7 separate regions of the Mus musculus genome follow, and all the other regions are linked to region 7. Evidence: chromatin contacts called from public Hi-C and HiChIP or PLAC-seq data. All regions are on one chromosome and are shown on one strand. Each heading gives the region's core, a stretch centred on a gene start, on an enhancer-like site or on the middle of the called end of the contact. The rest is flanking DNA. Distances are from core to core; before and after follow the strand shown. Region 1 has its middle 58 kb from the start of Gm23216. Region 2 has its middle 280 kb from the start of 4930521E06Rik. Region 3 has its middle 12 kb from the start of Gm23216. Region 4 has its middle 270 kb from the start of Col3a1. Region 5 has its middle 100 kb from the start of 4930521E06Rik. Region 6 holds the start of Wdr75 (WD repeat domain 75). Region 7 holds the start of Col3a1 (collagen, type III, alpha 1).

What was found. A called contact is a pair of places that touch in the nucleus more often than the background predicts. HiChIP or PLAC-seq counts read pairs in DNA pulled down with a chosen protein or histone mark.
Region 1: a contact with region 7 is called in a Hi-C map of the C2C12 cell line, with 8 times the contacts expected there. The contact joins the enhancer-like site here to the promoter of Col3a1 in region 7. A contact is called at or near these places in 1 of 39 promoter capture datasets (hippocampal neurons), 1 of 15 datasets of contacts at CTCF or cohesin (embryonic stem cells), 23 of 484 Hi-C or Micro-C datasets (the C2C12 cell line, the G1E-ER4 cell line, the HL-1 cell line and 10 more), 5 of 115 datasets of contacts at active chromatin or transcription factors (the NIH/3T3 cell line, cardiomyocytes, embryonic limb bud and 2 more) and 1 of 9 other capture datasets (adipose tissue).
Region 2: an H3K27ac HiChIP or PLAC-seq map of the NIH/3T3 cell line shows a contact between it and region 7, with 5 times the contacts expected there. The contact joins the enhancer-like site here to the promoter of Col3a1 in region 7. A contact is called at or near these places in 16 of 39 promoter capture datasets (the 3T3-L1 cell line, 3T3-L1-derived adipocytes, the HPC-7 cell line and 10 more), 18 of 484 Hi-C or Micro-C datasets (the C2C12 cell line, the HL-1 cell line, the STO cell line and 8 more), 9 of 115 datasets of contacts at active chromatin or transcription factors (the NIH/3T3 cell line, cardiomyocytes, craniofacial prominence and 6 more) and 1 of 9 other capture datasets (adipose tissue).
Region 3: an H3K27ac HiChIP or PLAC-seq map of heart atrium shows a contact between it and region 7, with 5 times the contacts expected there. The contact joins the enhancer-like site here to the promoter of Col3a1 in region 7. A contact is called at or near these places in 15 of 39 promoter capture datasets (the 3T3-L1 cell line, 3T3-L1-derived adipocytes, the HPC-7 cell line and 8 more), 15 of 484 Hi-C or Micro-C datasets (3T3-L1-derived adipocytes, the HL-1 cell line, adipose-derived mesenchymal stem cells and 8 more), 6 of 115 datasets of contacts at active chromatin or transcription factors (the NIH/3T3 cell line, craniofacial prominence, embryonic fibroblasts and 3 more) and 1 of 9 other capture datasets (adipose tissue).
Region 4: a contact with region 7 is called in a Hi-C map of the C2C12 cell line, with 3 times the contacts expected there. The contact joins the enhancer-like site here to the promoter of Col3a1 in region 7. A contact is called at or near these places in 15 of 39 promoter capture datasets (the 3T3-L1 cell line, 3T3-L1-derived adipocytes, HPC-7-derived erythroid cells and 9 more), 15 of 484 Hi-C or Micro-C datasets (3T3-L1-derived adipocytes, the C2C12 cell line, embryonic fibroblasts and 5 more), 6 of 115 datasets of contacts at active chromatin or transcription factors (the NIH/3T3 cell line, craniofacial prominence, embryonic fibroblasts and 3 more) and 1 of 9 other capture datasets (adipose tissue).
Region 5: a contact with region 7 is called in an H3K4me3 HiChIP or PLAC-seq map of embryonic limb bud, with 4 times the contacts expected there. The contact joins the enhancer-like site here to the promoter of Col3a1 in region 7. A contact is called at or near these places in 13 of 39 promoter capture datasets (the 3T3-L1 cell line, 3T3-L1-derived adipocytes, the C10 cell line and 8 more), 8 of 484 Hi-C or Micro-C datasets (adipose-derived mesenchymal stem cells, embryonic fibroblasts, tail fibroblasts and 1 more), 3 of 115 datasets of contacts at active chromatin or transcription factors (cardiomyocytes, craniofacial prominence and embryonic limb bud) and 1 of 9 other capture datasets (adipose tissue).
Region 6: a contact with region 7 is called in an H3K27ac HiChIP or PLAC-seq map of the NIH/3T3 cell line, with 3 times the contacts expected there. The contact joins the promoter of Wdr75 here to the promoter of Col3a1 in region 7. A contact is called at or near these places in 8 of 39 promoter capture datasets (the 3T3-L1 cell line, 3T3-L1-derived adipocytes, cranial neural crest and 5 more), 1 of 484 Hi-C or Micro-C datasets (uterus) and 1 of 115 datasets of contacts at active chromatin or transcription factors (the NIH/3T3 cell line).

Annotation. Positions count from the first base shown.
Region 1 is chr1:45,625,569-45,628,989 of GRCm38.p6, reverse strand. No RefSeq gene overlaps it. Among named protein-coding and RNA genes, the nearest start is that of Gm23216, 58 kb to the left of the region's middle. Within about 2 kb of position 2,134, at least 57 of the 459 cell types and tissues checked have an H3K27ac peak or open chromatin away from gene starts, as enhancers often do. A contact at or near this core is called in the C2C12 cell line, the HL-1 cell line, the NIH/3T3 cell line and 7 more, where this site is marked.
Region 2 is chr1:45,020,479-45,023,678 of GRCm38.p6, reverse strand. No RefSeq gene overlaps it. Among named protein-coding and RNA genes, the nearest start is that of 4930521E06Rik, 280 kb to the right of the region's middle. Within about 2 kb of position 1,363, at least 77 of the 459 cell types and tissues checked have an H3K27ac peak or open chromatin away from gene starts, as enhancers often do. A contact at or near this core is called in 3T3-L1-derived adipocytes, the C2C12 cell line, the NIH/3T3 cell line and 12 more, where this site is marked.
Region 3 is chr1:45,671,515-45,674,744 of GRCm38.p6, reverse strand. No RefSeq gene overlaps it. Among named protein-coding and RNA genes, the nearest start is that of Gm23216, 12 kb to the left of the region's middle. Within about 2 kb of position 1,819, at least 50 of the 459 cell types and tissues checked have an H3K27ac peak or open chromatin away from gene starts, as enhancers often do. A contact at or near this core is called in the NIH/3T3 cell line, adipose tissue, heart atrium and 3 more, where this site is marked.
Region 4 is chr1:45,041,469-45,044,747 of GRCm38.p6, reverse strand. No RefSeq gene overlaps it. Among named protein-coding and RNA genes, the nearest start is that of Col3a1, 270 kb to the left of the region's middle. Within about 2 kb of position 1,402, at least 48 of the 459 cell types and tissues checked have an H3K27ac peak or open chromatin away from gene starts, as enhancers often do. A contact at or near this core is called in 3T3-L1-derived adipocytes, the C2C12 cell line, the NIH/3T3 cell line and 4 more, where this site is marked.
Region 5 is chr1:44,847,436-44,850,798 of GRCm38.p6, reverse strand. No RefSeq gene overlaps it. Among named protein-coding and RNA genes, the nearest start is that of 4930521E06Rik, 100 kb to the right of the region's middle. Within about 2 kb of position 1,303, at least 4 of the 459 cell types and tissues checked have an H3K27ac peak or open chromatin away from gene starts, as enhancers often do. A contact at or near this core is called in embryonic limb bud and uterus, where this site is marked.
Region 6 is chr1:45,793,350-45,796,771 of GRCm38.p6, reverse strand. It overlaps Wdr75 (WD repeat domain 75), which reads right to left and starts at 1,606. Exons shown (of 21, transcript NM_028599.3): 1 at 1,168-1,606. The coding sequence starts at 1,250.
Region 7 is chr1:45,309,799-45,313,157 of GRCm38.p6, reverse strand. It overlaps Col3a1 (collagen, type III, alpha 1), which reads right to left and starts at 1,620. Exons shown (of 51, transcript NM_009930.2): 1 at 1,326-1,620. The coding sequence starts at 1,410.

The DNA.
Region 1 (3,421 bases), core at 885-3,384, 320 kb before region 7:
TGAACTGCCATGAGGAGCTGGAAATAGATCCCCTGTCCACTGGTTGAGCGGCAAGTGCTCTTACTCTGAAAGCCAATTCTCCAGCCCCAGATATTTATCTCTTGACTGTTACTGAGTATTTTAATTATTTTACTATGAAAATTTTGTTCTGCAAAGGTCATTGCAGTGAGTTCTAAAGAAATAAAATGTGTAATATTTATATTTAAATCTCATGTCATTATCTCTACATTGAATTCTATTCAGTCTAATGGGGTAGCTGCAAATGATATTCAAATTTTGTGGATAAGGAAGAGCAGGCATAAAACTGAGCAAATAGTCTGAGACCATACAGCTACTCATGCTGGTGGGATTTGAAGTGGCTCATCTAAATCCAGAGTCTTAATCATATCTGTACTCTGAATCAATAGGAGTGCATAGAAGTTGCTTACCAATTCTTGTAAAATATTTTTTGAGTTATATGAACTTTTCAGAGTTATATGAAACCAATATTAGGTCATTTAAAAGCTCTAAGTTCTGGTCTTCTCACAAAGTTGAATGTCATTTTATCACTGATTTCTCTTTTGGGCAAAACGCAGAAGTACTGAGGAACTTCTTCAGATGGTCCCTTTTGCTCTTTCTCTAGGCAGTCATCACTGGTAAACAAATAGACTACACAGTACTCTTTAATTATTTCACAATTTTATTTATGAGCACACATCACTCTTTACCTTCAGATGTTTTCAAGATCAAATGGAAGACAGTCAAGTTCACTCTTTGTTATGTGCAGAGAAAGACAAAAGCTGGAATTATCTGGAATAATTTGGTCATGTACTTCTGGTCATCAGTATGTTACCACATGCTGCACTGAAAGCACGGAAGGGAAGCACTCAGCCTCTTTCTGTATGTTCATGACTCATGTATCCAGGTCAAGTCCCGCTGGGCACTTGTCACTTCATAAACAGCAGGGGGCAACCTTTCCTTTCTGATCTTTCTCTCCACAAAGATGTTCTTGGATTTTGTTGAAGTTCCCAGAGTTCTCTTGGGGCATGTGATACCCAAAGTTGGAAATTATTAAATAGTTTGGATTCATAAAGGGTGAAATATATCCCTATGTTCACAGTCCTCAAAGTATTTGAGAAATTCTTAGGTGAGTAAGTTTAAAATCCAAATAGCAAAACTGAAGTTAGTGAATTTGTTGTTAATTTACAAAGCTGAAGGAAAATATTTTTTGAAATAAAGTGACCCAACAATCCCCACAATTTCAAACAGTTTGCAGTGAGATGAGTAAAAGATGCCAATTTGACAACTATGAAGGTCTAACAGAATGCTTTCTGCATTTCTGCAGGTTCTATACATGTATGACTGAACTTCAATGTGGATTGCTTGTATGTGTGTATATATCTATCCCATAATCTCCAGCATCAGATGTTTTTCTTTTCTTGTCTTTCTAGAGGGTTTGCAACTTCAGTGTATGAAAGTACCAGGATTTGTATGGTCTTCTTTGTACCATGTGTCCTTGTCAAATGAAGTTCACACTTGTCTAACTGGAGAAGATTGCTTAGAGAGTATAAGACATGTTTTCCCACGAAACAAATATAGGTATCTTGGTATTATCCTAACTTAATATCTGATAGGTAAACATTCTTTTAAAAGTTTATCTTGTCTGTGTTCATTTTTAGACATAATAGCTAATAATTCTTACAAAGAAAATTGTAAGTCTAAAACTATTTTGTGTTTTAGAATAATTTTTTTCTTTGCAAGAAATAAAACATTTCTAATATTTTAAATTTTAAACAATCTCTGTGTTTTATTTTTGAACTTGGAAGAAAATACAAAGTTACTTATAAGAAACATTTATTCACTTAAAGTAAGTTTTTGCAGACTGCATTTTACTGTTGAATGAGTGCCATAAAGCCTTCTAAAATCGCTGAATCCTGGAACTCTATCTGTGCTGTGGAGTATCTTGTTTGTGCCAGTATCTCACTGCTCTCAAAGGTCCTTTCCTGGCTGCAGTTTAGTATGACTACCTCCTGTTTTTCTCTCCAAGTGCCTCCCATGGAAATTCTTGAAAAATAAAGCAACGTTTCAACCCACACTTTAATGAGTGGACTGGAATCTCTATTCCATTAGCTATCTCAGAAGTGACTCATAGAATTGTCTAGCCTGTGCTTTCCTAACATTTTCCATCCACTCTAAGTTATTTCTTCATCTTTACTACTTGAGTGCTTTACATATTTGCCAGCTGAAGAACTGGAAATAAATGAGATCTATAGTTTCAAATTTGAATGTGTTGTTTGGGCTTTTAAAATGAAGCCCTGGTGATCTAGTATCTGGCAGAAATACCTTCAGAAAATTGGGCAGTTAGAATACAAGTTACTCAGCTACAATTTGCTTACTGTGAAGGCAAGCCCATGCAGTCTACTGTTTTCTTTTGTATCCATTCCTTTATTTGTTACCATTTGTTTCTGTGGAAGCACCTTTAGACACCCAAAGTATCTAGGTACTTCATTCAAAACAAGTACTGCCCTATCAGATAGGGTAGTGTCAGAAATACAAGACAAATGGGACATTACGATTGAGGAGGCTTCAAGTGTGTTCCCTGAGACAACGAAAGGAGGTGGAGCATACACTAATGAGCTGATCACTCGTTTACTTCATGGAGATTCTCACGTTCACATGAGAAATATGTGTAAATGCTATAGAGGACTGAGAAATTATTAAAAAAAAAGAAACAACTGATAAAAGTCATCTCCTTGTTGACACACATCTAAAATCTCTGCTCCCTTCACTTTAGCATTCCACTTTACCCGTAACCCAGAAGCTATGTCTCAGACACGTTCTTGATCAGCAGCAGAGTGCTTTGTGGGGAGACATGGAATAAATGACTCAGGATCTTGGCAGTTCCGCTGTGGCAGTTGTTGCGGTATGTGACCTCCTGAAAATCAGTTATTTCAGCTCAAGTTCAAGTTTTCTCTCTAAAAAAATTATAGTGTTTTCTGACTTGTCTATCACATGATATTTTTTGTTTTGAGCATCAAATGAAAGAGTATGGGAGTAGAGGGAAGCCCTATAGATGGTTCCGTTTGTCTTAGCTTTCTATTGAGGGACAGACTCTGAAATTACAAGCTGGAAAGAGTTTTTAAGGACTTTGTTAGGTAAAGTAGAGCTAACTTCCCCCCTCCCCCCAGGCTTTGGGGAATAGGACATTTGCGCATCGTGCAGCCTATCTAAGCAGACAGATGCTTACAATGATGAACAACAATTGACAGAAAAATACATTCCTTCTTAAATAAGACCATAGGAAGTTTGTGTTATCCTAGCATAACTTACCTTGCTCTTTAGGCTTTTAAGAGCTGACTATTGTTTGTTGCCTTAGAAACAAAAGGCTGGGGAATTAAACAAAGAGAATTAAAGGTCTTTACTGGTCCTACAAGTGATAACT
Region 2 (3,200 bases), core at 114-2,613, 290 kb after region 7:
GTGTGTGGTTTTTTGGATACATGTGTGTGTGTATGGGGGGGTTATACATGTGAGTTAAGTGTTTATATAGTCCAGAGGGAAAATAAAATACCATGGATCTGGAGATGCAGTTGTGAGCCAACTGAGGTAGTTGCCAAGAACTGAACTGAAGTCCTTTGAAGAGCAGTAAACACTTTAAGTTCTGAGTCATTTATCCAGCCCCCATGTCTCTTTAAACAAATCACTCCACGAAGTCCAATTACTACTGCCATTATATGCACTGATGTGGATTGTTATCGACTGGGGCTACGGTAATCTTCCAGTTGCTATTCCCCAAGAAAAGTGATTCTCCTGCTCCCAGCAGCGATCAACTTCCAAGAGCTTCCTGGGAAGGTGTGGGGCCTCAGGAGCCCAGCTTCTTTGTGTGCTAAAATTTTTAAATGTCTTGATCTGTGCAGGTAGCTATATCTACTGTAAGTTCATGTGAGCAACTATTGCATTATGTCCAAAGGACAGCATTTCACACCACTCCTCTGTATTTTCTAATTAATTTATCTATTCTTTCTCCTCTTGTATGGCATTCACTGAGTGTTGGTATGGAGGAGGGCTGATATAGATGTCCTTATGTGTCACAAAGCACTCACAGTCACTTATTCTTAGCACTTTGAACACTGATGAGTCTCTTCATTAGAAGCTGCCTACTACAGTAAGATGCTCTCTGCTCAAGGTTAAGTTTAAAGCAAATCTGTGCACATTTATGTAAATATTTAGAGGGCAGTCTGATAACATGAATTTTGCAAAATAAAACAAATAGGTTTCCTCTTTCAGACTATGACTTCCACCTTCATGGGTTTTGACCAAGTTTCCAATACCCATACATGAATTTGCCAGTGAGGAGCAGATCTCAGGTCTAATCAAAAGAATGGTTGGTTAGCCCATAAACACAGTCTTGCTACTCTTAGCATCAATAGTACATATTGTCCTGTAGGTCAGTATTGTTTAGAATGCAGGGTCCAACACAGGGTTATGCCATTGATGTCTAGTGGTTGCCAGCAGCCAACAAAGCACATACCAGCCCGGTGAAAGCTAGCTAACAGAGAGATAGGTTTCTGCTTAGTTCAGGCTTTGTTTCTCTATTTTCTACAACCAAAATGTGTGATTTCTTCAGCAATGAGGAGTTACAATTTTAAAAAAATGTATCTTCCATAAATCTACTTCCTTAGAAACATAAGGTTTTGCTTTTGTAAGAATAATCCATGTAGAATTTTTTAAAATGAACAAACACCATTTTTCTTTCTTGACCCTTTTATTATGAAATGCACCCTGTGTCTATCCAGCTGTGTGGCTCTGGGCCAGTACTGTGAGTCACTGCCCTACATTCTGCATGTACAAACAGGAATTAACAGAAAGGAGAGGCAAGGATAGTGCTCTTGGGTCTTGCTTACAGTCAAACACCAGGGGAGGGAAGCTATTATATGATTTCCAGTGAAGTCTGATTTGCTGTAATTCTTTCAAATCACAACATTTTGAGTTTTAGTTAGTTGAGAAGATCAAAGAGATGGAGTTAGGATAAAAAGAGAAATGGTTCTCAAAAAGAAATTTTGATTATGTTTTAGCTAGGAAATCCCTTGACAATGTTAACAAATACTTCCACTAAAATGTCATAAAAGCAAAACATCAATGACGAAGTGTAAAACGAATGTGTTTCTCAGATCCATGAACTTGCAATAAATAACCTTGACAGGATGTAGGTATATCTCCTGGTGTTTTGCATCTCTCTGACATTTTCTCTCTCTCTCTCTCTCTCTCTCTCTCTCTCTCTCTCTCTCTCTCTCTCTCTCTGTTTTTCTTTCTCCCCCCCCCATGTTGTTACTAATACTGAGAAAGAATATTATAAATCATATTGTGAAATGTTCTGAAAATATTACTGATAGATTTATAGTTAGTAAAGTCAAGTTTTAAGGACATGGTCAGTTCCATACTGATTGGTTCTATGAGTGTTGGCTTACACTCATTCTCATGACCCAATTTTATACACTTCCCTCGTCCATTTCTTCCATTTTCCCCTTTCTCTCCTGCTCTAATATCAGCACAAAAAAATTTTTAGTGAGTCATTGGTGGTGGCTAGTGTTTAGCAAGTCCCACACTATCTAGTAATTACATGATATCAGCAACTGGTCCACATGAGCAGTTTGCACTTGGATTCTAGGCAGGTTAAACACATGGATTAAATAACTTTAGTGGGAACCAGATGGTTCTAATCAAAGAGCAATTGTTCTCATAGACAATCAGATGAGGAACAGATTCACAAGCAGATTCCCATGCCACGTTGACTAGAAGCTAACAGTGGAGCCTGAGCTCCCACGCCCAGCTTCCCTCCCTAAGGAAAAGAGAAATGAAAATGAGCCCAAGGGCAAAAGTGAGTCTGAACAGAAAGATATACTACACCATGTAGCTGCTAGAGAAAAGGGAAATTATAAAACAGAGGGGGGAAAAATCTAGAATTTCAGGAAATCATCTATTTGAAAATCTCTAAACCTCAACAGATTTATTCATCCTCATTTATTAGTTTATTTCATTCTTCCTTTAGATAAAGATATAATTCTTCTTTTAATATTATATGTAAGTTGATCTAGATTCATAGATACTTTTGTGTGGAAAATTGGGGACATAAGATTGCTGTTAGGGATACCTGAGAACTTGTTTAATAAAACACATAAGTATTTGTGCTTAAAGTCAGTATAGAATTCTTTAAAACCCCAGAGTTACTTCTACAGGTCCTGTTTTCATAAACAGAAAAATGTCAGTAATTTTCTTGTGGTCTCTAACAGTTAAGTATTGTATAAATATTGTTGTCAGTGTGACTGCTGTTATTTTTATCCTGACTTTACTAAGTCCATTTACTGAAGCCTTCTCTGGTAAAAGGTCTGGAAAGCTTCAAGTCCATACAATCAAAAACAATGATGAACTCCCTTAGGAATGCAGCTTCACTAAACACCACATGAACAGAGCCTTGCTGAAGCTGGGAAAATGTTGTAAAGTGTGGTAGAAATATCCATATGAGGAGGCAAATGGACATTGGACATTTCAGCCTTCCTCTTTGTGTTTCAGTGAACCAAATATAAGAACACATAATAGAAGGTGAAGAAATGGGACACAATGTAGGAGAAAGGCAAGTGGCAAAAAGAGAGTGAGGAAGGATCAGGGAAGAGAGAAGAAAT
Region 3 (3,230 bases), core at 570-3,069, 360 kb before region 7:
CCTCAGAAATATTGTTCATAGTATTAATTAATTGTTCACATTATTTATAAACCAGTACCATCAACCAGTACTTATTGAATATTCCCTTATACCAAATACAACTCTGAATATTGTAGCAGACATCAGCTAGACATCCAAATTGGTACAACACACAGTGACACATAGATAGGGATTTTTCCAACTTTGGTTTTAGTATCATTCTGCATTCAGTTAATAAAAACATTTTCTTTAAGTTGAATATGACTTTTATATATCATTTGTTCTATCATTTACTGCATTTAATCTTTAGAAAACTACTCTTTTAGTCTGTTTTCTGAAAGAAAAGCTTTCTTTCTTGAATGCTTTTGCCCCAGAGCTTCTGTAATGTCACTTCAGGTTTGTATGGACTAGCTGAATTTCATGCCCAAACAGCTGCATTTTCTTTGTGCAGGCACATGTGTGTATTAAGGTACAGGCAGACAATGCATAATGATGCTAGAATATATGGCTTTTATGTTTTAGGAGGGCTAGGGTATGGTCCAAAATATGAGAAATTAAGATAATTTATGACAGGGAGTGGCAGGAGATTATCTTACTTATTGACTCCATGTTTTCTGACTCTGGGAAATTCCTTGTATTTTCTGAGGCTTGTTTTCCTTGTCTTTGGAATACTGTGAATACCAGAAATAATATTTGTTGAGCACCTTGTAGAGGGAAATCATAGTTTGCACTAAACGCGTAGCTAATAACAGAATCAACGACTGGGGGTTAGCAGGGAGAGTAAGATCTTCCTGCCAGAGGCAAGAATCTGTGAGGTGCACATGGATACTCCATGTTTCTGTCCTCCACAGCAAACCAGATCATCTATGAGGTGCACGTGGAGACTCCACAGTTCTGTCATCCACAATAGACCCAGCTGGTGCAGTCTGCATGTAGCTATAAGATGAATTCATAAGCAGGTAATCCATCTGCCATCCTACATATAGTCCAATCTTTTCATTTTTGCAGCACTGGAACATGAGGCCCAGAGAAGTATAATTTGCTCAAAATGCCACATTAAGTATGGCAGAAATCTTTGAAAAGAACTACAAACTCAGGAATTCTTTAATACAAATATTGGTTGTGCTCACCTGCTTTCACAGTAACTGAATTCATTATCATTCTGCATTTTTATAAACGAGAACCGAACTCCTTTTTCTTTCATATCTTTTGCTCTACAGAATTGAGTCACATTGAACATTTTATACTGGCAGTTATTATTTTAAATGTGATGTCTGATTCAAACCTTATGTTCATTAGCTTTCAGAAAAGTAAAAAAAAAAAAAAAAAAAAATGCCCGAGGGTCAGCAGATGTTGAAGGACGTAGGTAGACAGATAATTAGGAAGTGGTTTTCTAAGTAAGGGTTACCCTAAAATTTTATGCACACTCTCCTTTGATCTTTGGACTTTTTTCTCTTTGGCCTGCGTATGATGCTGGAATCCACTGTAGCTGGCAATGGTTTAATTAATCCTTTTCACGGAAAAGTTCATGTTTGCTAACAACTACAGAATTCATTTGAATTTACTTAGCTAAAGGGGAACATGATGAAGAACGATAGAGTGAGGTCTTTGTCTCATCACTTACAACTCAGCCTCCACTGTTTTTGTTTGTTTTAGTTACATTTTCAAACATTCCCATTTTCCCATGTTCTGTGCTCGCCTTGGGAAACCTTCTAATAGCATAAACGACAAACAGGAGTTCCTGCCTGCTGACTCATCAGTTCGGTTTGGCAGGACTCTACTTGCAAATGCTGCAGCAGGCCACTTTCAGAGTAAGTCCCTGGCAGCAGATGTCACTGTTGGTCTGTCTAACTCTGGGGCCTTTCCTCACTAGTGGAGCTCATGAGCCTGACCTAGTCAAGCCTATATTTCAGGGAGCATGGTTTTATGAAACATTTAATAGTGGCTCGTGGGACTGATTTAAGAGTCATGTCTCGATCTTGTTTCATTACACAGTATTTTAAATACTGTTATTTTTCACTTTTGCTTCCTATGTTCTGGGGAATCAAATTCAGTACCCTTGCATGCTAGGCAAACATTCTGCCACTGACTTATACCCTGCACCCTTGTTTATTTTGAGACTGAGTTTCACTGTGCATTCCAGATTGGTCTTGAAATCTTGGCTCAGCCTTGTGAGTGTTGGGGTTACATATGTGCAACACTAGCCTCCATTTTTAATAGAGATCTTTTCTATTAACTTGAAATGTTTTTCCTTTCTTCTCTCTTGGTTCATGTTGTATATTTTATTTTTGAGGATTTATTTATTTTATGTACATGAGTACTCTATAGCTGTCAGACTCACCAGAAGAGGGCATCGAATCCCATTACAGCTGGTTGTGAGACACCATGTGGTTGCTGGGAATTGAACTCAGAACCTCTGGAAGAGCAGTCAGTGCTCTTAACTGCTGAGTCATCTCTCCAGCCCCGTGTGTATTAAGAATGGAACATCTCTCCTTCTTTTCTCTCAACTGTGCTCATTTGCTCATGTGTAAATCCCTTGATGACCCATTCTGTAAGAGATTTTTTTTCAACATCAGTTTTGTACCCACAGTTTTACTTAGTTTTGTGAGCTGTCTATCTATACTGTCTGTTAACCTCTCACATTCTTTCTTCTACTTACTCTTCTCTGGGATTCCAGGACAGTGACCTTAGAAGTCACATACCTCAGACTCAGCTTTCTGAAAGCGTTGAGTAAGACTTGATACTGCAATGTGAGAGTGGGAGAGGGGGCAAGGCATTCTCCAGTCTCTATTTTACTATTCTGTTCAACCACTAAGCATCAGTTTGTGATGGTAGCTGTAGGGTAGTCCCAGCCTCTTGCTTCTATTGGCACTTCTATAAGAAGTCTCATAATTTTCTCTCAGAGGAACCCACTGCCGGCAGCAGCATACATCCTTTCTTCATAGTACCAGATGTGAGGCACCTCCTGCTATCTCCTAGGTTCTGTTTATCTTTACCCTTTGTTTCCTGTGTCTCAGGTCTGTAACTGCTTCCTAAGTTAACTCTGTGTCTCTAACCTCCATTAAAACTCTGTGTTGAAAACCATGGTTTTCTTTTTTCTTTCTTCATGACTTGTTTTTAACGTAAAAAAAAAAATATATATATATATATATATATAAAGTAGCAACATCACATCATGTTTTGATTAATATTTTTTCTGCTTGTTACACTTACAGTTTGTAGGTTGAACTCTAGGTATTTTGTACTTTTTG
Region 4 (3,279 bases), core at 153-2,652, 270 kb after region 7:
GTGTTGCCTGATTACAGGAGGTATCTGGTTTAGGTTCTATATTCCATACTGTTAGAAGTTTTAGGTAGGTTCACACTCATTCATTCATCCTTTGTCCTAGATTTCTAGTTTATCCCAGAGATGCTCCCCCATCCAAGTTCTCTCTCACAAATATTTAATACTCTTAGTCATTAGGGAAATACAAAGCAAAACGACTCTAAAATTCCATCTCACACTAGTCAGAATGGCTAAGATAAAAACAAACAAACAAACAAACAAACAAACAAACAGACGAACACCCTCAAGTGACAGCTCATGCTGGCAAGGATGTGGAGCAAGAGGAACAGTCCTCTACTGTTGGTGGGAGTATAAACTTGTACAACTCCTTTGGAAATCAATCTGGTGGTTTCTCAGAAAATTGGGAATAGATCTACCTCAAAACCCAGTTATACTACTCCTGGGTATATACACAAATGATGCTTGACCATTCCACAAGGAAACTTACTTAAGTATTTTTCTTTTTTTTAATTAGGTATTTTCCTCACTTACATTTCCAATGCTATCCCAAAAGTCCCCCATACCCTCCCCCACTTAACTATTTTTCATAACAGCTTTACTCGTAATAGACAGAAACTGGAAAGAACTTCGATGTCCCTCAGTTGAAGAATAGATAAAGAAAACAGTACATTTATTTACACACTGCAACAATACATGACTATTATAAAGAAGAACATCATGAAATTTGCAGGGAAATGGGTGGAACTAAAAAATATTACCCCAATTCCCAACTGAGGTAAACGAGATTCAGAGAGAAACAGATAGTATGTACCCAGTTATAAGTGAATATTACTAAAAAAGTACAGGATAACCATGCTACAATCTATAGTCACAAAGCTAAGTAACAAGGAGGACCTAAGGGATGATGATTGAACCTCACTGAGAAGGAGAAATAATCTAGACATCAGGGGTAGATGAAGGGAGGGAACTGAGTGTGAGAGGGAGTTGGGATGAGAACAGGAGAGATCCAGTAGAGAGGACACAGGGAGAGAGAACTGATCTGGATTTTATTATGAGAAAATTTTTTCCTGAATTTTTTTTAGCCTGCCCCATGTGATTAATGGGGTTCCTTTTATTTATGATGTCACAGCAGTCTCAAATTCAGAGACATAGCACATATTGCAGACTTCTGCTTTTCTACTTAGCTAAAGCCAAACTACACTAGGTAGGATTTAAACACAGTTAAGGAGAGCATTCCTATTAGGTCAGAAAGCAGGAAGAGGAGGCTTAGTGTGGAATCCAGCAGTTGGAGCAATAAAGCTCCAAGGAAGGTTTTGTGATTTCTGCACACTTAGGCCCAAGTAGGTCTGACAAAAAGCCACAGAGCACACATTTCCTGTTTAAGTCAGTGCTGGATCCAGCCCCAGAAACTCAATATTGCATTGACTGTTTCCAGACTTTGGCCAGGACCAAACCTCATTTCACCACTCCTAGTCCTATTTCTGAACTTTAAAATGCTAGAGAAGTCGGGTTGATGGATTAATTTAAAGTTTACTGCTGAGAAATGCAAGGATTCTCTCACACATGCTCATGGTCTAAACGTAGAAAGATTGAGATTTCTGACATATGTGTTGTTACCTGCTTTTGCAGAAAACATTAGTTAAACACGAGGTGTATCTCTGAGAAACATGTTATTTTTAACATCTTTATAAGAAAATTCAAGCCAAATTGGAACTCAGTCATCGGGATCCAGGAAAGACATTATAATATTTAAGAAACACCTCCACAGAAAATATGACTCAACACAATTTTAGAAAAACATGGTGGTCACTTACTGGCTGTGGTGTAGATGATCTCAAAGTCAATTTAATGACTTTAAAGAAACAAGTCATAAAATAAGTAAGAGTTGCTTAGTTAAGATGACCACAGTTAGTCATCAGTGCTTTCTGACCTCTGACATATTGATGTGATTTTAAATTGTCTAGTAACAGCTGTATTTCTTTATCCATATGGTTTCAGGCCTTTATCATGAAAGAAATTCATCTGTAAAAATATTTAACTCCATGTCTTTGGGTTTACATTGTTGTAATATTAACCATGACACTAGTCAACATGAGGGGTAGTGGGTTTATTTCAGCTTACAACTCTCAGTTCACAGCCTTCATATCAAGGAATGAGGTCAGGGCTAGAACTCAAGACAGGAACCTGGAGGCAAAAAACAAAAACAAAAACAAAAAAACCAGAAGCCATGGTGGAGAATGGCTTAGTAACTCCCCCCACTCTACCTTATTGTACTTTCTTCTAGCATCCCAGGATCACCCGGGTATGGCATAGCTCAAACTGGGCTTATCCTCACCACATCAGTCTGTAGTTTAAAAATAAAACAATCAATATTAGTTAACAATAAACTTTCCTTTTTGCTCATTCTTTATTAATATCACAATATAGATATTATAACATAAAAGTATCACAGTCCTTCAATTTCAATTCTTTAAAAATCCAGTCTCTTTTAAAAGATCCAAAGTTCATACCAAACATTGGATGGAACTTGTAGACAATTACAGAAGAGTTGGGGGAAGGACTGAGAACTCCAGAAGGTAGAGGAACCCCACAGGAAGACTAACAGAGTCAATTAACCTGGATCCCTGAGGAATCTCAGAGACTGAACCATCAAACAAAGAGTATACATGGGCTGGACCTAGTCACCCAACCCCACATTTGTAGCAGATGTGTAGTTTGGTCATCATGTTATTGCCCAACAACTGGAGCTGGAACTGTTCCTAAAGCTTTTGCCTGTCTGTGTGGATCTCATTCACTTAACTGGCCTGCCCTATGTGGTCTCAATAGGAGAGAATAACCTTGTCCTGCTGAGACATGAGGTGGAAGGGTGGGGGCATACTGAAGGGTAGCATTCAGTGAAGACAGAGAGGGAGGGATTATATGAAGGGGAATCATGAGTGGGACTAGCAATCTGAATATAAAGTGAATAAGTAAATAAATAATAAATAAATGGGAAAAATGAATGTGTCAAGCTCAATGCAACATTGCTGCTTTTACTTACAAAATAAGACTTAAATGCATTTTTGTTTCATTTAGTTAAACATATTTATTTGTTTGCTTATTCATTCATTTATTTTTGTTTGTATTGCTACTTGGGAGAGGGTTCCTGTGAGTTCAGCTGCCTATGGTGGCTGGAGAAATCGGATCCCCTGAAATTGGAGTTGTAGGATATTGTGAGTCATATGATTTGTATGGGTGCTGTGAATCATACTTTGTCATTTGCAATAGTAGAATATACTCTTT
Region 5 (3,363 bases), core at 54-2,553, 460 kb after region 7:
TAGTTGATGTCAAGAAGCTTATCTTGAAATGTTTATGTGATGGTCTTGGGACTATTCTTTGTGTCTGTACAAACACTCTATTTCTTGCCTATAAAATCTTTAGTAAAATCCATTTATAAGCATATGCTGAAGTTTGTAACATCTCAGCAAGAAGACATTGTATAATGAAAACTAGTTCAAATTTTGTTCTGCTAGATGAATGTGGAAACTAATGAATCATACGTTGAATAATATTAGAGATGCTTTTATTTGATAACACATCTGGAGTTCATAAAGATAATCCTGCATTGTTCTGGTGCCTGAGAAAAAGATACCATGAGAAAGTTTTTCTACATCTCATATCACCTACCCCACCCTACTGTCTTCATGAGAATGTTCCCCACCACCCACCCACCTCAGAGGGTGGACCAGAAGGGGAATAAAATCTGGAGTGTAAAACTAAATTAATAAATAAAATATAAAAAAGAAAGTTTTTCTAACACAAAGCTATTGGAAAATCAGTGGTTGATATTTGTTTGCCTGAGTTTATAGTCTGCAGTTGGAATAATTGGAAACTGCAAACAAATGAGATTTGAGTTACCTTTAATTTTATGAAGAACATGAGTAATAAACTCTACAAGGTATAAGGAATTCAGAGCCAGGAGCAAAAAACAAGTAAATGAGGTTTTATCAAAATATAGTAATAATAAATGCATAAAATAATGAGAGATGTGTATATTGTTTATAATTGATATAAATAATCAAAATATAATGAATTATTTATATCTCATATATATATTTTACCTGTAAGATAATTTTATAGAAATTGTGGCAGATCATATGACTCTGTTTTAGTGTTTTGCCAATAAATAACTTGGTAGATATTCTGTTTTGCTATCTACAATTGACATATCAGAAGATCTGGCTTTAAGTTATTTAGGATAATGTGAAACAAAACCACCTTTAAAGACAAGTTTAAACAGCACACAGAAATTTATTAGTGAGAATGTTTAACAAGCTGCAGTGTTGCCTAGCGACTATTCTCCGAGACCTTGCAGGATGGAGGAGCAGGATCACTTTCCCATCACACGTGTGCATATGCTCATAGTCAATGTCTCCCATTCCCCTGTTTCCTTATTTTATACCAATATAACATAAGTAGTCATTTATTTTTAGTCCTTTCCAAACACAAACTTGGGATTTCTTCTTTATGATTTCACTCTTTAACTAGGTGTCAACTTGACATGTGTCCTTGCCTACAGCACAGTAACTAAGTGCAGCTGGGTCTTTGGGATTTATGACATATTTTTGTTGTTAAGAGCCAAGAGGAGTGACTGCAAAGTAACCGAGTGACTTAAGGGGGAAAACATAAAAGACAGAGTCTGTCTTCTGAAGAAAGAAAAAACAACCAAATCTTTGGTCAGTGTTTACTCTCAAGTCAATTTATCATGACACTGATTTTACTTCCAGAGTTTATGTAACAGCTGTGAGTATTACAAGAAACTGAGTACTTGGTAGAGTTGTATAAGTCTCTGTATTTTTCTATATTGTTCATTAAAAATGATAAAGATGAAATATTTATTTTAAGGACAATAGAAACAAAAAACAAAATATCATTTTACTGTAACTAAAACTGTATTGAACTATAAGCTAGATATAGTATGCTTTATAATGCTTACAATTTAGGTGAGAGTAACATCCTGCATAGATTGATTTCCAGGTGAGATACATTTGATTACGTGCAACAGGAATTCATAATTTTTAGTCTTTTTGGTTCTGCACATTCTGATTAAATGTGTTCTTCTTTCTGTTATTAAATAAAAAAATGTAAAGATAATGAACAGTATATATATATATATGTGTATATATATCTATATATGTGTTTTAATAGAAATAGAATTATATGACTTCCCCTCCCATTTCTCCCTCCAGCCTTTCCTTCAAGCCACTGTGAGTTCATACTCCACTTAGCTATTTATAGAAATATGAAGTGGCAGGTTCTCTGTCAAAATAAAATTAATAAATATTTATGTAAATACTATAAGTACAATGAGCCTCCTTTATTTGTAGCCACTTAGGATATTACTTCCTATATTCAGATAATAAAACATAATAACACATTTCTACAATTCCATACATAAAAAAGAAATCATAAACTTTATTATACAATAAATTTAAACAATTAGTAATAAAATATTTTGACTTTTTTCTTTTTTATTAAAAAAATGTACATGCAGTGCATTTTGACCATATTCTTCTCCTCCACAGCTTCTCACAGATCTTCTGCCTCCTATCCAGCTAACATCATTTTCTTTCTCTGTCTTAAACTCTGCCCAAAAGATAAGAATCAAAATACACAAAAAGACAAAAATGCCAATGTAAACTTACAACCAAACAAAAGCACACAAAATGAATGGATTCTGTTTTCTGTTGGCCAATGACTTCTGGGCATGGGGCTTTCCCTAGAATGTAGTTGGTATATACACAGAAACTCCGCTAGACAAAATTGATCTTACTTTTTCCCTTGGGTATCAATTAAAAACAGCTTCTTGATTAGTGATAGAATGTTGTATTTACTTTTCCTTCTCCGTGCTGAGATTTTGTGTTATTTAACTTGTGCAGATTTTTGTGTATCTGTGAGTTTGTGTGTATATCAACCGTGCTGTGTCTAGAACACACTGTTTTCTTTGTGTCATCCACCACCTCTGGCTTTTATAATCTTTGTGCCTCCTCTTCTTTATAGATCTCTGAGTCTTGAGTTTAGGAAACACATCATGTAGGAATAAGTGCTCCAAAGTCTTCCATTCTCTGCACTGTGTCCAGGTCTCTATGAGAGTTTCCGTTGGCTGTAACAAGAACCTTCTCTGGTATGGTGCACTGATCTACAGGTATAGCAATATATAATGATCAGTCATTTTATTGCTCTGTTCTTTCTGTACCTTTATTAGAATAATAGTAGTAGGGTTTCCCCTATACCCATGAACTACCAGTCTCATATTGTTGACCACATTAGCAGTGCCAGATTTGGGTTCAATGTCATGGCATTGGCCATAAATTTGATAAAACGGTGAGTGTGTGTGTTGGGGGTGGTGGTGGTGTCAGCTACTTCCATAAAATGTATGCCACTATTACACATCTTGAAACATGTTGTGGTTGTAGATGGCAGTGTTGGTAGCTGAGTGTTATTGATAATTATGTGTTTCCTACAGTATTGTCCAAAGTTCTTTCCAGTAACATGAATACCAATAGGGAATAGGGGGTAAAGTTTCAAATTTTCCATGTTTGATGACATAGCTAAGTGATATCTTTATTTATTTCTTTTTGCAGTTATATATGTTCTATATATTAACCTTCTGTCAGATATATAATTGGCCAACTTGATCA
Region 6 (3,422 bases), core at 357-2,856, 480 kb before region 7:
CACCTCATTTAACAGACAAGGTGAGGCAATGTTCAATGCAGGGTAAAAATGAGTATAAGGATGAATTTGAAGGGGCAGAACTGTGACAACTCCGCTATGTCCATTTTATCCCTTTAATTCATAAAACAATGTCAACAAAACCCCGTATACTGGTAAGTATACTGGCAGGGTATTGCGGGAGAGTACACCTTCCACAAATACTATAAATACCTTTCTAAAATAGGGGTATTTACTATTTGCAGTTCACAGTTGCAGAGGGTAGAATCCATGACCATCACAGTGGAGCCCATGATGGGTGTGTGTGTGTGTGTGTGTGTGTGTGTGTGAGAGAGAGAGAGAGAGAGAGAGAGAGAGAGAGAGGGAGAGAGAGAGAGAGAGAGAGAGAAAGAGAGAGAGAGCTGGAGCAGTACAGGAGACATCCCTGTGCAGAGAGCTGATAATGGATTAGGCTTTTGAACCTTTCAAGCCTGCCCCATTGGCACACCTCCTCCAAGGAGGGTCTGCTTCCTAATCCTTCAGGAATAATTGCTCCTCTTGGGGATCAAGCATTCAAACAACTGAGCCTAAGTATCTCTACATTCAGAGTGCTCTGAAAAACTAGCCCTACTACACACCTCTTCTAGATGATACAACGTGGCAGCAACAATGCCAGCTGACAAGCAGCGAACTGAAAGCCACTATTGTAAAAGTTGTGTGCATATAGACACTTTCTCCTACAGATCTAACATCTGTTTTTATGTAAAACTCAAAAAAAAAAAAAAGGAAAAAAGGAGCCTGGTAATTATGATGTTTTTCTGCGGGAAAAAGGCTGAATCATTAATGATTTTGAAGTCCAAAACGTTCCACACGTGAACATTAGTCTGCATGGTCAGACCGGTGCACATACGGAGAGAGTGACCATTTTCCAACCGAGCGGCTCCTAGTCCCTTGTAGACACCTGACCTGCCCCTGTAACCGCCAACCTTCCCGCAGGTGGAGTCCTGGGTGCAAGGCACACAGACACAGCAGCAAAGCCGGGCGGCTCCGGGGAGCTCCGGGTCGGTCCATGCGCTGCGCGGCGCCGCGGACTCCAGCCTCGCAGTCCGACCGTGGGCCGCGCCGCGCCGGGCACTCCCCTCCCCGGCCCGCGGTGCCCGGAGCCCTGTTGACCCGCAGCCTACTGCATACTTGGAATCCACGGAGAACACGGCCCTCCTGAAGTTCAGCCGGCTGCCGCCGCAGCGAACCACGCGGACTCCCTCTTCTACCATCTTCACGCAGGCGCAGGAAGCACCGAGCACCGGCCGGATTACGAACTTCCTTCATAGGCCGACTGGCCTGGCCCTACTCTTCCGCCCGCGGCCCGCCTGGGCCTCTCTAGCCTGGAGACTCTATGGTCGGCTCCACGCCTACGCCGCCATCTTTAGTTTGGGCAGGGTCAAATTAAAACCCTTGTAGAAGGAGTAAAGCCCAACAGCCACGCACAAAGTTAAATCATACCAGATGCCGCTACAGCTATTCGATACAGAAGAGAGTTTTCTCTTCGGCCTCTTTTACCGGACTCTAAAGGTTCCGCCAGAAGCGGAAGTGAACATCCTTTCTCCTACTGAAGCCGTTGCCTTTTCTGTCACTGTGATTGAGCGACAGCAAGATGACGCAGTCACCCTACTCCTATCCCACCCCCCTCCGTTGCCTTTTTTTGGGAGGGGGCGGGGTTCAAAGAGCGTCTTCTTGCAATGGTAACTGAAGTGGGGCGCTTTAGCTCTTTATGGCGGTTCTATGAGCATCGCTAAGTTCCTGTAGCATCTACGCCACACTTGCCAATGCAGTTTCGACTCCAGAATAAAAGTACACCTTGGTGTCAGGGCTCCTGCAGTGATGTCCGGTTTGCTCCAGTTGTTCAGTTCCTGTTGTTCAGAAGCCCTGACTTCTGAGGATGTTGATTCTTTTTTTTTTTTTTTTTTAGGTATTTATTTCAGTTACATTTCCAATGCTATCCCAAAAGTCCCCCACACGCTCCCCCACCCACTCCCCCACCCTCCCACTCCCACTTCTTGGCCCTGCCGTTCCCCTGTACTGAGGCAGATAAAGTTTGCGTGTCCAATGGGCCTCTCTTTCCACTGATGGCCGACTAGGCCATCTTCTGATACATATGCAGCTAGAGCTCCGGGAGGTACTGGTTAGTTCATATTGTTGTTCCACCTATAGGGTTGCAGATCCCTTTAGCTCCTTGGTTACTTTCTCTAGCTCCTCCATTGGGGGCCCTGTGATCCATCCAGTAGCTGACTGTGAGCATCCACTTCTGAGGATGTTGATTCTTAACACTTTGTGTTTTGTATTCGAGGTTGCTGCATATCTGTGTTGAACCGTTCGTTTGTCAATATTTTCCATTGTGCTGGCTCTTAACGACCCCTAAGGAAGGGCATCTGATATCTTAACCCTAACAGGAGCAGATTCTTGATACATTTGAAATTCACCATAACTTTATGCTGATTCATAGCAGGAAAAATATAATCCTAAGGGTCAAAACATCTATAGATCTTTAGGCAGGAGAGAGAGAGAGAGAGAGAGAGAGAGAGAGAGAGAGAGAGAGAGAGAGAGAGAGACGATTAGTTTTTGTTGGGTTCATAGTTTGGGGAGACAGAGCTAGACAGGAAGATACTGATTCTGTTTTTATCTCAAATTTAAAGAGTTTCTTTTTCATAATTATGGTATGCTTTTTCATAGTGGAAGAACATAGTGAGCTTAACCCCCCATCCCACCCTAGACTCTTGATGTCTAAGTAATACATCCTTTAAACTTGGAAACTTTGAGATCGGATATATGCTTATTATATTCTGAGACAATGAAGAAAATAAATGATCAAACTAGTTTTTACTTCAGTTGTTTTACTGTTTGGTGAACTTCGTTTAAATTAAGAAAGAATGAGGCTTTCTGATTGGACAAAGGCTAGTTGGACTACTAAACTCGTGAAAGGATTCTTTCCATGCAAAAATTTAATCTACTAACATTTCCAATAAAATTATAATTTGTGTTTTTATTTCTTTTTGCATGAACATTTAGGAACCAAATTTTCTCTTGACAGCTTAATATTTATCATTTCCTCCTCCTCCTCCTCCTCTTCCTCTTCCTCTTCATCCTTCTCTTCATCCTCCTTTGCATAGAACAGGAACACTGTTGGTGCTAGTGCACTGGTTGAGTAATGTCTTCTTATACTTTGATTTTTCTGTTTTGTCATTGTATTAGTCAGGGTTCTCTAGAGTCACAGAACTTATGGGTAGTCTCTATATAGTAAGGGAATTTGTTGATGACTTATAGTCTGTAGTCCAACTCCCCAACAATGGTCAGCAGCAGCAGTGAATGAAAGTCCAAGAATCTATCAGTTGCTCAGTTCCACAAGGCACACAGGGGAAGAAGAGAGAATTTTCCTTCTTCCAATGTCC
Region 7 (3,359 bases), core at 371-2,870:
TCACTGAGAACAGGGAGGGGTGAGGACTGGGGTGGGGGGAGGGAGGTGGATAAGCCTAGGATGGGGGAGGGGTGATGAGTGAGGAAGGAAAATTGGGAGGGGAGTTCCTAAGGAGCCAAAAGGGGTGGAGAGATAAGGAGGGGGGAAAGATGGAGGGGGATGGAAGGGTGGGTTAAGGGGAACAGAATTAAGAAACAAGCAATCTGGGAGCTCCTTCTCTGTGTATCTGTGGACTGAACATACAGAAATATAAAGTGTCTCCTTCCCTTACTCTTGCATAGATAACTTCTGAAACTAGTGAAGACACTGCACACAGTGGAAAAACGAATGCTCATGAAGCATTTGCTAAAACTAAAGGTTTAAATACCAACGTGTTTGATTATGTATGAAAAGAACTGCTAGCAACTTCTTTTAGCCACAGATAAGATTTACATCAACACAATTATTTTGAAAAAAGTGTGCACCCCAAATTTTCATGATGACAAGGAACATATGCATTTTTAAAAGTATTTAAGTAAATAATGAGACAGTTGCTTTTAATTTGGGGCACAAGAAAATAAAGATCATTACATTTGGCTACCAAAACTATTTCAAGTCTGCCTTTTTGAGCAAAACTTGTATCTTTACCTTGTTTGGAGGAAAGCAAAAATATTCCTGTTAAATTATGTTATCTTCAGTAATGGAAATCCAGCTAAACAGAACATAAAACAACTTTTGGCAAACTCTGAGCACATTGAATGTGTGCAATCATGGAATGCAATAAAAACAGAAACAATGACACGTTTTTGCAGCCTGGGCTCATTTCTGGAAGGTCCATAGATAGTCCACATTTATAGTTTTACAGAAATACATAAGGGATTCTATTTATTTTCTAGTATCTTCTTAAGGGTTATTCATTTCAGAGACATTTCTAGTGCATTCTTTTGAAAAACATGGCTAAATATCCTATCTTTGTAAAGAGAGCAGTGTACAAAGGAGAACATGAAATTATTACAAGAGACCAATAAATTCCAGATGGCCTGGGAGCATGCCAAGATGTTCACAATGCAGGAGGGGAGTACTTTAAAACATTTTTTAAAAGGTGAACATGAAATCAAGTTAATTTAAGAACAGTTTTTACCTTAAACAACTAGAGAATATTATACATGTACATTAACTTTTAAAAAAATCAAATATAGAAAACAAAATTAAGGTTAACAAAACATTCCACAGTCAGAGGCTAGACAGGAAATTCTTAGGAGGCTGATTTTCCCACTATCTTACCCTTTGTAAGAAGTTAAGGCAAAATTAACCCAGAAAGCCTGTTCAAATCGGTACCTACTTACCTACGTTGGACTGCTGTGCCAAAATAAGAGTGGGATGAAGAAGGGTGAGAAGAAACCAGGTTCCACTTTGCACAAAGCTCATCATGTCTAAATATCAGACATGAGACTCTTTGTGCAAAAGAGGAGAGAGGAAGAAGCAGCTCAGAGTAGCACCATCAGTTGTCCCTGCCCTTCAGCACCGGGCCCGTCATAAAACTCAGCCGCTCGCTTCCCTCTGCTCTGGCCTTAAATAGGAAAAAGTTTGGCTTCCCTCACTTTCCAGCCCCTTTCTGAAATATGAGAGCAGAACCCATCCCCTCAGCAGTAAAAGCAATGATTAATATATTTTTCCCTGTGTGTAGAGGACACAACCCACAGACACAGAAACAGCACATCTGGAGCATGTGTACATCAGCCTATGCATATGTTTATAACATGCATTAGTCTTAAATACATATTTGCATGACAGAAACACATAGGAATGTGCTTTGTGATAGCCTACAACAATTGTTTGTGTGTTTTTAAATTTCCCTCTGAAACAGTAAAAACTGTCTGAATTTGAAAAAGTGTTTTGACTCCCATTCTCCGGCATGGTCATTTTGTAAATTTTATCTTTCTAGAAGACTCTGATACTTTGAGTTTTGCCAGAGTCCATCCTGACTCAATTTTAACAGGAAACTGTAAGAGACTATAAAGGAAAATCCTCTGAAGGCCCTGAACTCACCACCCACTCTGCATTCCAAATGTTAGACTGGAGGCAATTGTCACAAAACTGTCTTTGAGCTATGTTTGAAGAGATATTGAGACTCTTATCTGTTACTGTTCCCCTTGCTCTATTTCTCACGAATTTCTTTAGCAACCCTGACTGCTTCCTTGTAAAATTTCCAGTTTATGTGTTACTAAAGAAATCAGAACAGGCATTACTAAAGAGAAAAAAAAGCAATCAAACTTTTCAAGTCTTGTCCTTGTAAGAAACTACAAAAGAGAAAGTTCAAAGTGTGGAATAGAATTTCTAATTTCTAATGTAATAATTACTACAAATATGTCTACATCAGTATTTTCTATGTTTCTGTTCCAAGACCTCATCTGAAGAGTTTTCTATGTATTTCTAGATCTAGTTGAGGAATAAATACCACTATATCTCTGATTAAATCTCTGTAGAAAAAATGTACTTGTTACCCTTATTATGATGACCAACTTATATCTTGATACCCTATCCTTCACTTCCTTATTCCTTCATTTATCTTTAAAAATCAATCGTGGGCATTTTGATCCTAATCATGGCCATGTGCATTTATTTCTTTAGTCTTAACCTCATAGAAATATTCCCTTTTTGTGCATGCACACTTAAAAATTTACCCCATTATATCAATTCATGTTATTTCTTAATGATCCAGCTCAAAACTTCCCTCTTTAGGAAAACCATCTCATTTAGAATTATTTTTTATATATAATTTTCTCTTTCCTAATATATAATACTATTTTTAAAAATCTGTTTTTATAGACATCAATGCTATAAGCATGGATAATGCTATGTCTTCCTCCATGTGTCCCTGCTCACAGAGAGCCCACACTGAGATGTTCAAGGAAGAAAAGTGATGTCTTTTGGCGACAAGAAGCAATAAAATAGGACAAAAATCCACCCCCTGTGCATCTTCTGATTTCAGATTGGAGAAGAGCTGCCAGAAGAGGCAGGGAATAGAACTTCTGAGATTGGCTGGGCTCGGGTTAAAGTGAAGAAATTGAGGACCGACATGTATGTGTCTTTCTATTAATAGTCTTCATCCTTTACCTCAAAGTTTTTGTCTGTTCAAACCATGTTAGAAACATAAGTTTTTCATATATTTGCAGTATACAAAAACCAGTGCTAATACATATAAGTACATCTCTCTTTACTCTAAATGGAAAATGCAAACATTGAGATTTATTGAAAATTGTCAGTAGAATTATTTTTCTGAGTGAAAAAACGTAATGCTACTTTGTACTAATTAAAAATTTTGTATGCACTATTTCATCAACGCTATGCATAATTCCTGTCACATTCTTTAAGTTTAT